Regions from separate parts of the Athene noctua genome. Here region 1 is linked to region 2. The links are chromatin contacts, called in public Hi-C maps. All regions are on one chromosome and are shown on one strand. The core of a region is the stretch at or near the end of the contact, and the rest is flanking DNA. Distances in the headings are between cores, read along the strand shown.

Evidence for each region. A called contact is a pair of places that touch in the nucleus more often than the background predicts.
Region 1: a Hi-C map of liver shows a contact between it and region 2, with 5 times the contacts expected there. The contact joins the promoter of GNAT1 here to the promoter of TEX264 in region 2. A contact is called at or near these places in 2 of 2 Hi-C or Micro-C datasets (heart and liver).

What each region holds. Positions count from the first base shown.
Region 1 is chr10:17,020,543-17,027,251 of bAthNoc1.hap1.1, reverse strand. GNAT1 (G protein subunit alpha transducin 1) reads left to right here and starts at 2,480. Exons shown (of 8, transcript XM_074914075.1): 1 at 2,480-2,763; 2 at 4,145-4,187; 3 at 4,528-4,669; 4 at 4,744-4,901; 5 at 4,992-5,120; 6 at 5,204-5,333; 7 at 5,427-5,580; 8 at 5,833-6,709. The coding sequence starts at 2,658. The coding sequence ends at 6,023.
Region 2 is chr10:16,874,838-16,881,387 of bAthNoc1.hap1.1, reverse strand. TEX264 (testis expressed 264, ER-phagy receptor) reads right to left here and starts at 3,026. Exons shown (of 6, transcript XM_074913959.1): 1 at 2,899-3,026; 2 at 1,887-1,954; 3 at 455-746. The coding sequence starts at 733.

The sequences.
Region 1 (6,709 bases), core at 1,231-3,730, 150 kb before region 2:
TGCCCACCCACAAGGTGAGCACAACCCTTGCAGCTTCGTGCCTCAGTTTCCCCACTTGATTGTTGAAGAGCAAGTGCTTGCCATGGGGAAGCTGCAGACCACCAGGCAAACCTAGGAGAAGGGGGCTGTGGGGCCAGCATATGTGGCCCTGTCTGCTCCTGGGGGGCTTGGTGGGGGGGAGACAGGACCCTGAAGACAGGACCCAGATGTCCAGGCCATGGCGGGTTGGGACTAGGCTGGGGTCTTTGGGTGGGGAAGGGAAGAAGGGGCCAAGCTGGGGTAGAACCTCAAGCAGCCACCAGTGCTCACTGCAGCCACAGGTGTTTGGGGCACCCAGCCCATCAACTGCCCCCTCAGGGCATCCTGGCAGGGTTGGGGGGTGTAAATATTTGTACATGGGAAGCACAAGGGCAGCTGGGGCCGAGCAAGTGCCCCTCGCTGCAGCCGGGGGCACCCCCAAATAAACACTGGCTTTGGGACAGATGTGGGCGCCTGCGTGTGCTCTGTCAGGGACAGGGAGCGGGCAGGCGGGGCCTGCGCTGCTGCCGGGCCCCCTGTCACATAATGCCCTTAACTCTGCCCCTGAGCCCTGCTGAGGGTGCAGAGAGCTGGACTGGAGCCAGGTGGGGAGCAGAGTGGGCCCTGGGAATGCACTGGGAAGCCAAGGGCATTGGATGGCATTAAGGGTGCTGGGGGAGGGGGCAGTAGGCAGGCTGGGGGGGTCACAGGGAGGTGACAGTACAGGGTGGTACTGCCTGGGTGTTAGGGGTACGTGGGGGTGTATGCTGGGCTAGGCTAGTGGCCAGTACTGGGTGTTTTTGAAGGCACTGGGAGCATGCAGAATCAGTACTGGTGGCACTGGGGAAAGTACTGGAGCACTAGGATTTGGTACTGGGAGCCGATACATGGTGGTACCGGGGTTGTGGGGCAGAAGAGGACACTACAGGAGGCACTGGGTGTGATAGTGGGTGATACTGGGCTGTACTGGGGGCACTTTGGTCGTGCAGCAGAGAGTAAGGGTGGTACTGCGCTCCTCTGGGCAGTCCTGGGAGGCACTGGGGTCAGTGCCAGGATGTCCTGGGCTATGCTGGTGGCAGTGCTGGGCACACTGGTGGCAGTGCAGGGCAGTACTGGGAATGGTGGAGTGCTATACTGGAAGCGGTAGAGGGCTGAACTGGGAGTGGTGATCTGCACTGGGGTTGCTGGGCTGCACTGGGAGCGGTGGAGGGCTGCGCTGGGGGCGCTCCCAGCTGTGCTGGGTCCTTTCGCCCCCTGGCGGCCGATATGGGCGCTGCAGGATCCCCACGGTGCGGGGGGGGCACTGGGGATAGCGGGGGGTCGGGACAGGAGGGCACTGGGCTCTACTGGGACACCTGGGGGATGAGCTACGGCGGGGCCTGGGGACACTGGGGCAGAGCGACACAGAGGGGTGCCTGGGGCGTCCCTGGGGACACTAAGTCTTACTGGGGTGGCCACGATGGCAATGGGGGGGACTGGGGACGTGGAAGTGGGGATCTGGTGGCCTAAGGACACTGGGGAGGGGTACGAAGAGGACAATAGCGGGGGACACTGCGTTGGCATGGGAGCAGGGGGGTGGCACTGGGGTGTGCCTAGACACTGGGCAGGGCTTTGTGGGGGGGCTGAGGGGGCCTGTCCTGAAGACCCTGTGGGGGTTACTGGGATTGCTTGGGGACACCGGGGGGATACTGGGATTTCTCCTTAGGATACTGGGGAGTGTTACTGGGGAGGGTCTGGGGGACCCTGGGGAGCGTACTCAAGCATCCTGGAGGATATTGTTCAGGTGTTGCTGGAGGGGCCTGGGGACACTCCCGGGGGGTGATACTAAGCTGGTCTGGTGACACTGGGAGTGTACTGGTGGGTGGCTGGGGACACTAAGGAGTGCACCCAGGGACGGTGGAAGGTCCTGGAAGGAGCCTTGGGACACGGGGTGGAGTGACTGTGGCTGGCATTTGGTCACTGTGGGGGGGTGCCCTCAGGGACACCGGGCACAGGAACCTGGGGACACTGGGATGACTTGCTGTGGGGGCTGTGGGCACTGGTCCAGAGCCGGGGGTGGGGGGAGGAAGGAGGGGGGGGGGGGAATGACCAGTGTGAGTTGGGGACAGTGGGGACATTTTCAGCCACTGCCCCCAGCCCCTGCCAGACCCCAATGGAGTCCCCCAGCTCCAACCCGCCCTGGGGTCCACAGCAGAGCCAGAGCTGGGTGGGGGTCCCACGTCCCTGGAGGCGGCCGGGTCACTGCCCCAGCCTCAGAGCAGGGGCAAAGTGGGGGCTGGCTGGCCTTGGGCCCCCCTGGCAGAAGCGCTGACACCGGGAGCTGCGGGATTGCTGAACTCAGCCCACTGCAGATTTACGGGGGTTTATCCAGAGAGGGCGGGAGGGGGGGGCTAGACTTAAGCCACGGGTGCTGAGCGCAGCACCCCACCGGGTGGCCCCCCGGCACCTTGGTCCTGTCCTTGGCCCACATTGGGTGGGCGGTGGTGGCAGTGGTGGTGGTGGCGGCAGCGGGGCAGTCGGCAGCCGGCACGGCGGGTGCAGGGAAGCAAGGGTTGGAGGCGGCGGGGGGCTGGAACTCGTTGCCCATCCTGGTGCTGACCTCCAAGGAGCGGGTGAGTCACAGGGCTGCGGGGCAGAGGATGGGTGCCGGGGCCAGCGCTGAGGAGAAGCACTCCCGCGAGCTGGAGAAGAAGCTCAAAGAGGACGCCGAAAAGGACGCCAGGACCGTCAAACTGCTGCTGCTGGGTATGGGGGCGATGGGGACACCCTGGGGTCCATCCTTTGTTCCTCTCACCCCAACAGCCCACCCAATGTTCCTCTGACTCTTTCCAGCACCCCTCAACCCAACCAGCCCACCCCAGCACCCCCACCCCAAACCCCAACCAGCTCACCCAACTTTCCCCCAGACACACCCCTAAACTCAGCCAGCCCACCCAACCTTCCCCTGGCCCTCAGACACACCCTCTAAACCCAAGCAGCCCACCCCAACAACACCCTAATTCCCAGGCAGATCTAAACCCAATCCCCCACCTCAACAGCCTACCCAACATTTCCCTGATGCTTCCAGCACTCCTAAACAGAACAAGCCCACCCCAAGAGTGCTCCTCCACACCCTCCCACTCCCAGACACCCCTAAAACCAACCGACCCACCTCAACAGCCCACCCAGAGTTTCTCTGACCCCATCTAAACCCAACCAGCCCAGCCCAACAGTCCACCCAACATCCCTCTGCTTCTAAGCAGCCCTAAACCCAAACAACCCACCCTAACAGCCCCTTAATGTTTCCATGATCCCCCCAGCACCCCTAAAACCAACCAGCCCAACCCTAACAGCCTCCTCAGTGTTTTCTTCTCTCCAAACCCAACTGGCCCACCCCAACAGCCCCTATTCACAGGCTACCCTAAACCAGCTCATCTCAACAGCTTGCTCAACAGCTCCCCACCCCTGCCAGGCACCCCAAACCCAACAGCCCATCTCAGCCCAACTTAAGATTCCCCAGCTTCCAGATATCCCCCAAACCCAAACAGCCCACCCAACGTGCCCCAACCCCCACCCCCCTGACCACAACCAACCCATCTCAAGAACCTTCACCAACACCACCTTACTAGCAGTCCACCACAGTAGCCCCCCCAGCCCATCCGCCTAGGTACCCCCATGTAGCCCACGCCACCACCCCTGTGTCTGTCCCTGCAGTCCCCCAGCACCTTGAGGCCCTCCCAGTCCCTCCCAGATGCCCAAAGAACTGGGGTGCCCTGGACATGGTGGGGCCATGGGTGGCATCACTGTCCTCCTGGCCCAGCCCAGGGCACATCCTCCCACACTGCCACAGGTTTTGGGCAGAGGGTGGTGAGTGGTGGAGTTGCGATGCCACTGTGTCCCCAATCCCTGCCCTGGGTCCCCAAGCACGTCCCCAGCTGAGCCGCCACAGATCCCATTAACCACAGCAGCTCAGTCCAACCTTAATGCTTGCTGGCACCAGGCTGTAATCCTCCTGCCCTGAGCCGTGGACCTGGCACGGCCACCAGTGTCCCCCAGCCATGCCAGGCACCAGGGATCCCAGGGGCCCAGTGCAGGGTGCAGCCAGGGGTGCCTGGGCTCCACCATGACCCTTGTTTTGTCCTCACAGGAGCAGGAGAGTCGGGGAAGAGCACCATTGTCAAGCAGATGAAGTAAGTGCCAAAAGGTGCCACTTGGCCATGCCCCACCGTGCCACATGCCTGCCCCACACCACAGCCACGGGCTGCCCCTGTCCCACCATACCTGGCTCTGCCCCATGCCACAGCTGTGGGGTACACCTGTCCCTTAGTGCCTGGCTCAACCCCACGGTGCCCAGTTTGGCCCCATGCTGCACCCATGAGTGCTTCCATTCCCCAGTGGACCGCTCAGCCCCATCCTGCACCCATAAGTGCTCCCTACCCCACAGTGCTCACCTCAGCTCCATGTTGCACTCATGGGTGCGCCCCCGCCCCATGGTGCCCAGCTCAGCCCCATGCCCCCCTCCCTGGTCAGGATCATCCACCAGGACGGTTACTCGCTGGAGGAATGCCTGGAGTTCATCGCCATCATCTACAGCAACACGCTTCAGTCCATGCTGGCCATCGTGCGGGCCATGAGCACCCTCAACATCCAGTACGGGGACACAGCTCGCCAGGTGAGGAATACCTCATGCTGGGCAGGGGCGTCCCCCCCAGCCCCCTGACCCCACTGAGTCCCTCTCCTTCGTAGGACGATGCCCGCAAGCTGCTGCACCTCTCAGACACCATCGAGGAAGGCACCATGCCCAAGGAGATGTCAGACATCATCGGGCGGCTCTGGAAGGACACGGGCATTCAAGCCTGCTTCGACCGTGCCTCCGAGTACCAGCTCAACGACTCGGCTGGCTAGTATGTGGGGTGGGGGGAGGGTTTGGGTGGGGGGTGGAGGGTATCTGGAAGTGCCGACCCATGTCTCATGCCCACCGCGTGCCTGTCCAGCTATCTGTCAGACCTGGAGCGCTTGGTGACCCCCGGCTACGTCCCCACAGAGCAGGATGTGCTGCGCTCCCGTGTCAAGACCACTGGCATCATCGAGACCCAGTTCTCCTTCAAAGACCTCAACTTCAGGTGGGAGCTGTGCCCCCAGTGAGGGCTGGTGCTGGGGGGAGGGCAGGGGGCAGGGGGTGCTGACCCCTCCTTGTCCTGCCCAGGATGTTCGATGTGGGTGGTCAGCGCTCAGAGAGAAAGAAGTGGATCCACTGCTTCGAGGGGGTGACCTGCATCATCTTCATCGCGGCCCTCAGCGCCTACGACATGGTTCTGGTGGAGGATGACGAAGTGGTAAGGAAGGCTCAGGACCCCATACCCCCTCCGCTTTGTCCCCATCACAACGTAGGGGTCACCGTGGGGTGACGGGATTTTGTCCCTCCGCAGAACCGCATGCACGAGAGCCTGCACCTCTTCAATAGCATCTGCAACCACCGCTACTTCGCCACCACCTCCATTGTCCTCTTCCTCAACAAGAAGGACGTCTTCCTGGAGAAGATCAAGAAGGCCCATCTCAGCATCTGCTTCCCCGACTACGATGGTGAGGGTGCTCTGCCACCGGGTGCAGGCGGGTGGTGGCGGGGTGCTGGTGAAGGGTTGGGTGCCAGCACCCTACAGCAGCCACCCACCAGGTGGCCCCAGCACCCCACGCAAACAATGCTGTGCGGGCCTTGCTCACCGGCCAAGCGAGGTTTGCCCACCCGGGGGAGCGCGGGGTGACACTAACCAAGACCCATGGAGGCGGGGGGAACACCAGCCCAGGAGGGGACCCCACTCACTGCCACGTCACCAGGTCCCAACACCTATGAGGATGCCGGCAACTACATCAAGCTGCAGTTTCTGGAGCTGAACATGCGGCGGGACGTGAAGGAGATCTACTCCCACATGACCTGCGCTACTGATACCGAAAACGTCAAGTTTGTCTTCGACGCCGTGACCGACATCATCATCAAGGAGAACCTCAAGGACTGCGGGCTCTTCTGAGCCCCAGCCCCAGTGTACCCTCCCCAGCCCAGGCCTCCCCCTCCCCTGGGGCCCAGCCCCATCGCTGCCCCCACCCCACCTCCCCAACCATTTCCACTTGCCCCAAACCCCCGGGATTTGACTTACTCAGCCCCAGAGCCACCCCTGGGTGGGGGACACAGCCTCCCTTCCCCTCCCCAGCAGCCCTCCCGCTGGCCAGTGCTGTGGGGCACCCAGTGCCACTGGATGCTGGGTGTCCCTGGGGGCTCTAGGTGCTGGGGGGCAATGGGTGGCCCTGGGTACTGAAGGGTGCTGGATACTCTTGAGTGCTGGGGGGTCGTGGGTACCCCTTGGAGTTGGGAGGTGTGGGGAGGTCCCTTGGGCACTGAGGGTCCCTTGGTACCCCTTGGAGTTGGGGGGTGGGGAGGTCCCTTGGGTGCTGAGGGTCCTTGGGTACCCCTTGGACCTGGGGAGTCCTGGGGGTCCCTGGATACCCCTTGGAGCTGAGGAGTACTGGGGGTCCCTGGGCTCCCCTTGGTGCTGGGGGGGATCTCCAGGAACCCCTTGGAGCTGAGGGGTCTTGGAAGTCCCCATATGACCCTTGGCACTGGGGAGGCTGGGCTTCTTTGGGTGCCCCCTGGTGTTAGGGGTCCCTTGGGGTCCTGCAGGGTATTGGGGGGTTCCTAGTATCTGTTGGAGCTGAGGGG
Region 2 (6,550 bases), core at 1,777-4,276:
CACTAGAAGCAAGAGAAGGAGTACAGATGAGGACAGAGAAAGCTGAAGAGACCATCTGCTTTCAACTACAGAGCTGTAAGTCCAGAAAGAGCCTGGGCTGCAATTCTTGCAGCCAGGATATGTGCCAAGGCATGTCTCACCTTGGGGTCATGAACACTGGCCTCTGCTCCATAACCAGATGCATTATCCTGCTGATAACTTGTTCAGCAGGAGTTATCAGATGATAGCAAGCTTTGCTCACCCAACGCCTTCCAAGGGTTATCCAAGAAGCCACCTGCTTTCAGGAACCCTTCCCCACAGAGCATCCTCTGCAGATCTGGGAGACCTTACGAACCCCAGTGCTCATCTGAAGAGGATGAGCTGCAAGTGCTTGAAATGCAGTCAGGGAGCACCCTGAGCTGGGAACCCAGGTGCTGACCACGCGAGCGTGCCAGCCCCACTGGGCACACCTTACCGTGTGAGGGTTGTCATAGTAGATGCCGATGGAGCAGAGCTTTGAGGAGATGCTGCAGCCATCTGTGAAGAGCTGCCCGGATTCACCATACGGGCCTACCCTGAACTTGTAGGCCAGCGTGATGTTGCTGACAGGCGGGGAGCCGGCACTCACAACCACCTCCGTGAAGAGCCCCGAGTAGACAACGAAACCGAAGACAGTCAGCAGCAGCAGCGTGACCAGCGCCGCGATCAGCCCGAGGAGAACCCAGTCAGACATGATGGATACTTGGTGCTCCATGCTTCTTGATGCACTAGCAGCAAGAGGTAAGAAGAAAAAGGAGGGGAGTTAAGCTAGCACTCAGATAAGCACAGCCACTTCAAATTCCTCTTATGTGTGAAGCTTAAAAGACAGTGGAAACACCCCAGAAACCTCCTGTATATTAGTCCAACGTTGCATCAGCCTGTTCCAATTGGTCACAAGGTACAAATTATACTGCTTCAGCGCCTCTTGGGAATAAGGTGGTTATGGAGCAGGGGCAGAGAGGCACTGTCCTCATCTCCCCAGAACCAGCCACACTGCTCATGTTCAGCCTTGCATCCAGGAGAGACTGAAAACCAGTCCAGGAGCCCACATCACCCAACAGATACACGGCACTGGGTTAAGGATCAGGGGACCATAATCAAATAATTTATCATTTACAGATACCAAATGCAACACTGTGACCAGGGCAGTCCCTTTCTCAAAAAGTCTGGAAGTCCAGGCCTTTAACAATCCAAACAAGGACCACACCAGTTGAGAGCCGAGCCCTGCATCCAGATACAAGCACCCAGAGAGGCTCGGAGAAAGCTGATGACACAGCTAGAAAAAGCATCCCCAACACACTCGGATGCAATTAATTACTGGTATTGCTTTCCAATGGCTTTTTTTTAACCTAAGAGTTTTTATAACCCCAATGAAGGCTTCCTGTTTTGTTTGGCATCTTTTTTCTCTCACGCTGACTGTGGGACACAACAGCCTGGTGAACGCCTCCTGCTCATTTTCACCCACCAAGTGCAACCACTCTGGGGAGTTGCAACCCAAACCACTGCAGGAGAGTTGTTTGTGTTTTATTCTCCCTTGAAACACAGCTCTGCTCGCAAGGACTGGCTGTGACGCTCCCCTGAGACTTTCATGTTTGAAAGCAAAGGTTGAAGTAAACAATTCACCTTTACCTCCCTGTTATTAACACACTTTGCTCAAAAAAAGTCGTTCACAGTGACTGCTGCTTGCTCAGCTTTATGTCAAGAGAAAAGCCACATCCTGGTAGGAACTGTGGGCGGCTCCGCTCTGCTTGACACCGGCTAGCAGGGGTACAACAAAACGAAGCCCTGCAGAGCCGGCACCACCGGCTGTGCTCTTGGTGCCACGGTAGCGCAGGCTGGGCACCATCTCGTACCACGGCCCCACTCACCTGAAAAACCAGCTCAGCCCAGAAACGGCTCACGACATCTGATCCACAGGGGTGCAGGATCCGCGGTGCTGCAGCAGGAAAAAATAAGTATCATTGCTTCCTTTCAGAGTCACGAGGCGAAAAGCAAAACAGTCGGGGCAGAGCACCCGAAAGGCGCCTGGCAGCCTCGGACCTGCTGCCCCGAGGAGGGGCGTCCCGAGCAGCGCCTGCTCCTGCAGGGCCTGGCAGGCCGAGATTTCTCCCCAAAGCTCCAGCTGAGCACACAGGTGCTGAGAAACACTGGAACTGGAGAGGAGCGGTGAAGGCGGACAATGTCCCGCAGCTGCCGCTGCTGGCGCGTCCCACCCCGGCCCGTTCCCCACCTCCCCGGGGACACCGGAGCTGCCCCCGGTGCTGCTCCCGAGTGACCTCGCAGTGGGGCGCTCCCAGCCCTATGGCCGGGCCGGAGCTGTACGTCCATCCCGGCTCCCGGCAGCGCCTCACCTCCTCCCTGTGACCAACACCGGTTTGTGACTTCACATCACGGCTTGGTGATTCTCCGTGAGCTGCCAGCCCAGCACCCAGCCCCAGAGGAGAAATGGGGATTTTGGGCTATTCTTCCCGGTTCCCGCCGGCAGGTGTTTCCCACCTGCATTCCTCCCGGGCAGCGGGAGCAGAGCTCTGCCCGGCCAGGAGGCCGTGCCCGCCCCGGTGCCCGTGCCTGGGGGACGGCCGGCTTTGACCCGAGCGGCCCCAGCAAGTGCCGGCGGCGGGCGGCACCGGCCGGCCGGTTGGAAGGCGCCTCTCTCGGCCCTGCCCGGCAGCGGGAGCGCCCTCAGCACCGGCCTGACCGCCGGAGCGGCGAGGGAGCGGTGAGGGACCCGCCGAGCCGCCGCCCGCCGGCTCCGAGCAGGCCGCGGCCTGGGGGGAACCGGAGCGGCGCTGGCCTGCCCGGGCCCGCCGCGCCTCCGCAGAGACCCCCTCCGCCCCGGCGGCGGCCGGAGGGATCCGAGCGCCCCCCCGCCCTCCTCACCCGGGCTCGCCGGTGACGGCCGGGCCGGAGCGATCCCGGCGCCTCGCTCGCCCCGCCCCGCTCACGCGGGGCCGCCGGGCCCGCCCCGGTGCCGGCAGGCGGCGGCTGCGCGCGGGGGGAAGCGCGGGGCGCGCGCGCAGAGGCCGGGGGAGGGGCGGGGCCGGCGGCGTCGGTTCGCTCTCGCCTGCCGGGGCAGCGGCATACGGGAGCGCCCTGCCGGGGAGCGCGCCCCCGAGCGGGCGGGTAGAGCGAGCGGCAGCCCGAGCCGCCCTCGTCGAGCGGGTCCGGCGGCCGCGGCCCCTCCCGGGCGGACCGGCGGGGACCGACACAGCTCCCGGCTGCCGCCCTTCCTTCCCCTCCCCTCCCTCCCCCCGGCTCTGCGGCCCACAGCCCGGGAGGAGGGCCTGCACGGCCTGGCAGGCCCCCGAGCCCCTGTGCTGGGGACGGCGCCGCCCTCACAGCCAGCTCGGTCCTGCTGGCCGCGAACGGCAAATGATTTCCTTGTGTCCTCCCGCTTCCCCTGCGCTAGGGCTGCGGCACTCGGCACGCGTCCCTCCTGAATGACTCCAGAGCTTCAGGTTCCGTAACAGCTGGAGCCACCACCTAATGGGCTCCTTCCCTCGGGTGCTGGACAAACAGGTGCCCCGATGCTAGAGGACGCACCGGCTGTGCGTCATGGCCTTGACCACAAGGCCTGCCTGGTCGGGGCAGTGGGCAGAGCGGCTCTTCAGCACTGGAGAGGGTTGTGAGCTACTCGCAGGTTCCCACCGGCACATTGCTGGGGCTGTTGCAACCTGGCAGAAACGGCTTCTGCCCCTGTTCCAGCTTTTCCCACTGCCCAGCTGGAAGGAAAACCAGCCAGATAGCTCGGCAGACATGGGCAGCACTAGCCAACAAGGGGGAGCACCATGAGAGTTAAAAAAGAGACATTTGTTATGTTCAAGGATTTGGGGGCTTTGACCAGTTTTTCTCGGCTCATTTGTCTTCCCTCCGCCTGGTGCAGGCATCGGGCACTCCTCGCCAGCAGCCAGGAGACTGACCACTTTCTTTTCCATCAGCTGAGCTTTATTACCCAGAGGGGAACCACATTAACTAGCTGCTGAAAACCCACAAAGCATCAGCCAGCACAGGTGCTAGTCGGGAGCACCATCATCTTGCACGCCCCTCGCTGCCCTGAGCTCTGATGTACTCCGAAAACTTCTGTCCCAAGGCAGCTTCACAGCCTGCTCCTACCTCATGATACCTGTAGGAGCAGGCCCTGTCCTGCGGCTCCCCATGGAGCACACAGCACCACAGAGCACTGGTGCTCAGCCCACAGCCTTTGCCACTTATTCAGACAACCCCTCAGGTCCCCATTTCCTCTCAAGGAATGGGACCAAACACAGTACCTGAAAGGAGTAAGCAGTCTTCCCCACCTCCTGCTCCAAGAGAGACATGCTAGAAGAGCCCAGACATAATTCCCATCCTCCTGTTCTTCCCCCTGTGTAAGAGCAACCTTCACACCTCTCTCTTTACATTAAGGTTTCTCCTGCCTCTTCAGCCCTCTTAGCAGGGTTCAGCCCCCTCTGCTGGTACAGCCAATAACCCGCCTGCCTGAGCCACCTCCAGATGCAGCAAGAAGCAGTGGAGTTTGCTGCTGTCTCTCCTGCTGTGGTTTCACACCCATTTCCCATAGATCCCAACCCCCTTCGTCGGGGCTGTTCGCAGAGGCAGTTCCAGGCACTGCTTTTCACCAATGTGAAGCCAAAGAGCTCATTTATGAACAGTAGTTTGAAATACTGTAATACTTGCCTTTCTCCAGCAACTTCCTAGTGAGAATCTCGAGGCTTTCTGTGACCTGGAATTAGTTGAACCTCAGAGGCCCTCCTTGTATTTGGTGTTACAGCTCCTTTGCAGCTGGAAGAAAATATTTCAGCTTAGTTACGTGTCTCGCCTGGAGCCATGCAGTGAATCACTGGCAGGAAGAGGAACAGAACTCAAAAGCCCTTTAACTGCCAGCTCCGGGCAGCTTTGGCCATCAGACACTTCTCTTTCCTCCAGCCTTGAAGTTATTTAACTCAGCATACTTTTAATACTTAACACTTATGTTTTCGCATTACAACAGCAAATGCTAAAATTAGGATCTCACTTAAGAACTTCATGCCTTCACTCTGAAACTGTACATCAAGAAGAGCTGAGGCAGAAAGATGTAAAACATCTGCTCTCTGGAGGGCTCCCCAGTTCTCCTTACCTGGTCAGCACTGCTCAGCCACATCGCACGCCCACTGCAGGCCTCTGACAGTGTCAGCCAGCCAGGCCAGCTCTCCAGCAGGGTCCTGGGTGTCCAGTTATGGCAGACGTTTTGTCTCAGGAGACTTGTTTGGGCCATACTGGGCCCCACGCATCTCTGATGGGGTACACAGATCGTTAATGGCAGACGGAAATGGAGGTGGCTTGTAAGCAGGAGCTGATGTGGGCAAACTGATCATGCACAGTCCCACCTATCAGGCTCCAGGCAACATTTCTCTATCCACCTCAGCCGCTGTATGGAGCGACTTCAGCTTCATTCCAGCAGTTGCAGTCAGCAATGGTGCTCAACAGGCAGTCACTGCACACCACTCCCTGAGCACTCCACATCAGTGCTCCACACCATATCAGTGGGGCACGTGGTACCTGTGCCAAGGCACTTGGCTCAGCCTGTGGCCCAGACCCTGGCTTCCCAGTTCTGCTCTCATCTGCTGGACCCTCCATCTCCTGCTCCCATGACCCAGCAAGATGTGCCATTGTCATTCCTCTCTCAGTTGCCCTGGGTGCCTTTATCTGCTGGAGGAGGTGAGCTGAGCTTTGTCCAGTTCGCTTTGGATGCCCAGTAAGCAAATAGATGTCATAAGGATGCTTATCACCTTGGGAAAATGGCAAAACACAAACAACTCTGACTAACTCATCATGGAAATACCCTCCCTAGAGGGGCAGGCAAGAGGCCAGAACAGAGTGCGCAGCTCTGGGGAATTTTCATCAATACCAACACAGACAGGCCCCACTCTGAAGTCCTTCCTAGCTGCCTGTAACACAGCAACTCCACATTATTGTTGATGAACCAAGACAAGCACTTGGTCCCTTACAAACAAGGGAGACCAGCAGTTGTGGGAATAACTGGAAGGAAGGCATCATAGGCACATGGAAGATGCTCACCTGGTGGGCAGGAGGTTGCCTGGAGAGACAGAGCTGAAAGCAAGAGGCTGTTTCTCAGAGAAGCCCAAAACTACATTCCTCAGAGCAAGACGCATGATCAAATGGCACAGTGGTCCCACACACCCACATATCGTGACGTGCAGTTTAGCCCATTCCTGCCCCACAAGGCAGGTGCCACATCCCAGGACCTGAGTGTCCCTGCTCCAGCCATCCCGTTGTTGGAGGATTTCGCACCACACTGCCACCCATCCATGCTGCTGGAACCCGCTTGGAAACCTTCCCCATTTTTATCACGTGCCCAATCCACCCCACACCAGGAACTAGAGAAGTCCTCTCCAGAGGTAAAACATTGTGGAGGGCAGGAGCTGTGCTGACAGAGCTCAGCAGGGTAGGGGCAGGACTGGGGTGTGTGGTCAGGGTGAGAGCATAAAGGGCTATTCAGGTGCTGCTCAGTCCAGCAAGCCAGGACCAGACTGTGGGT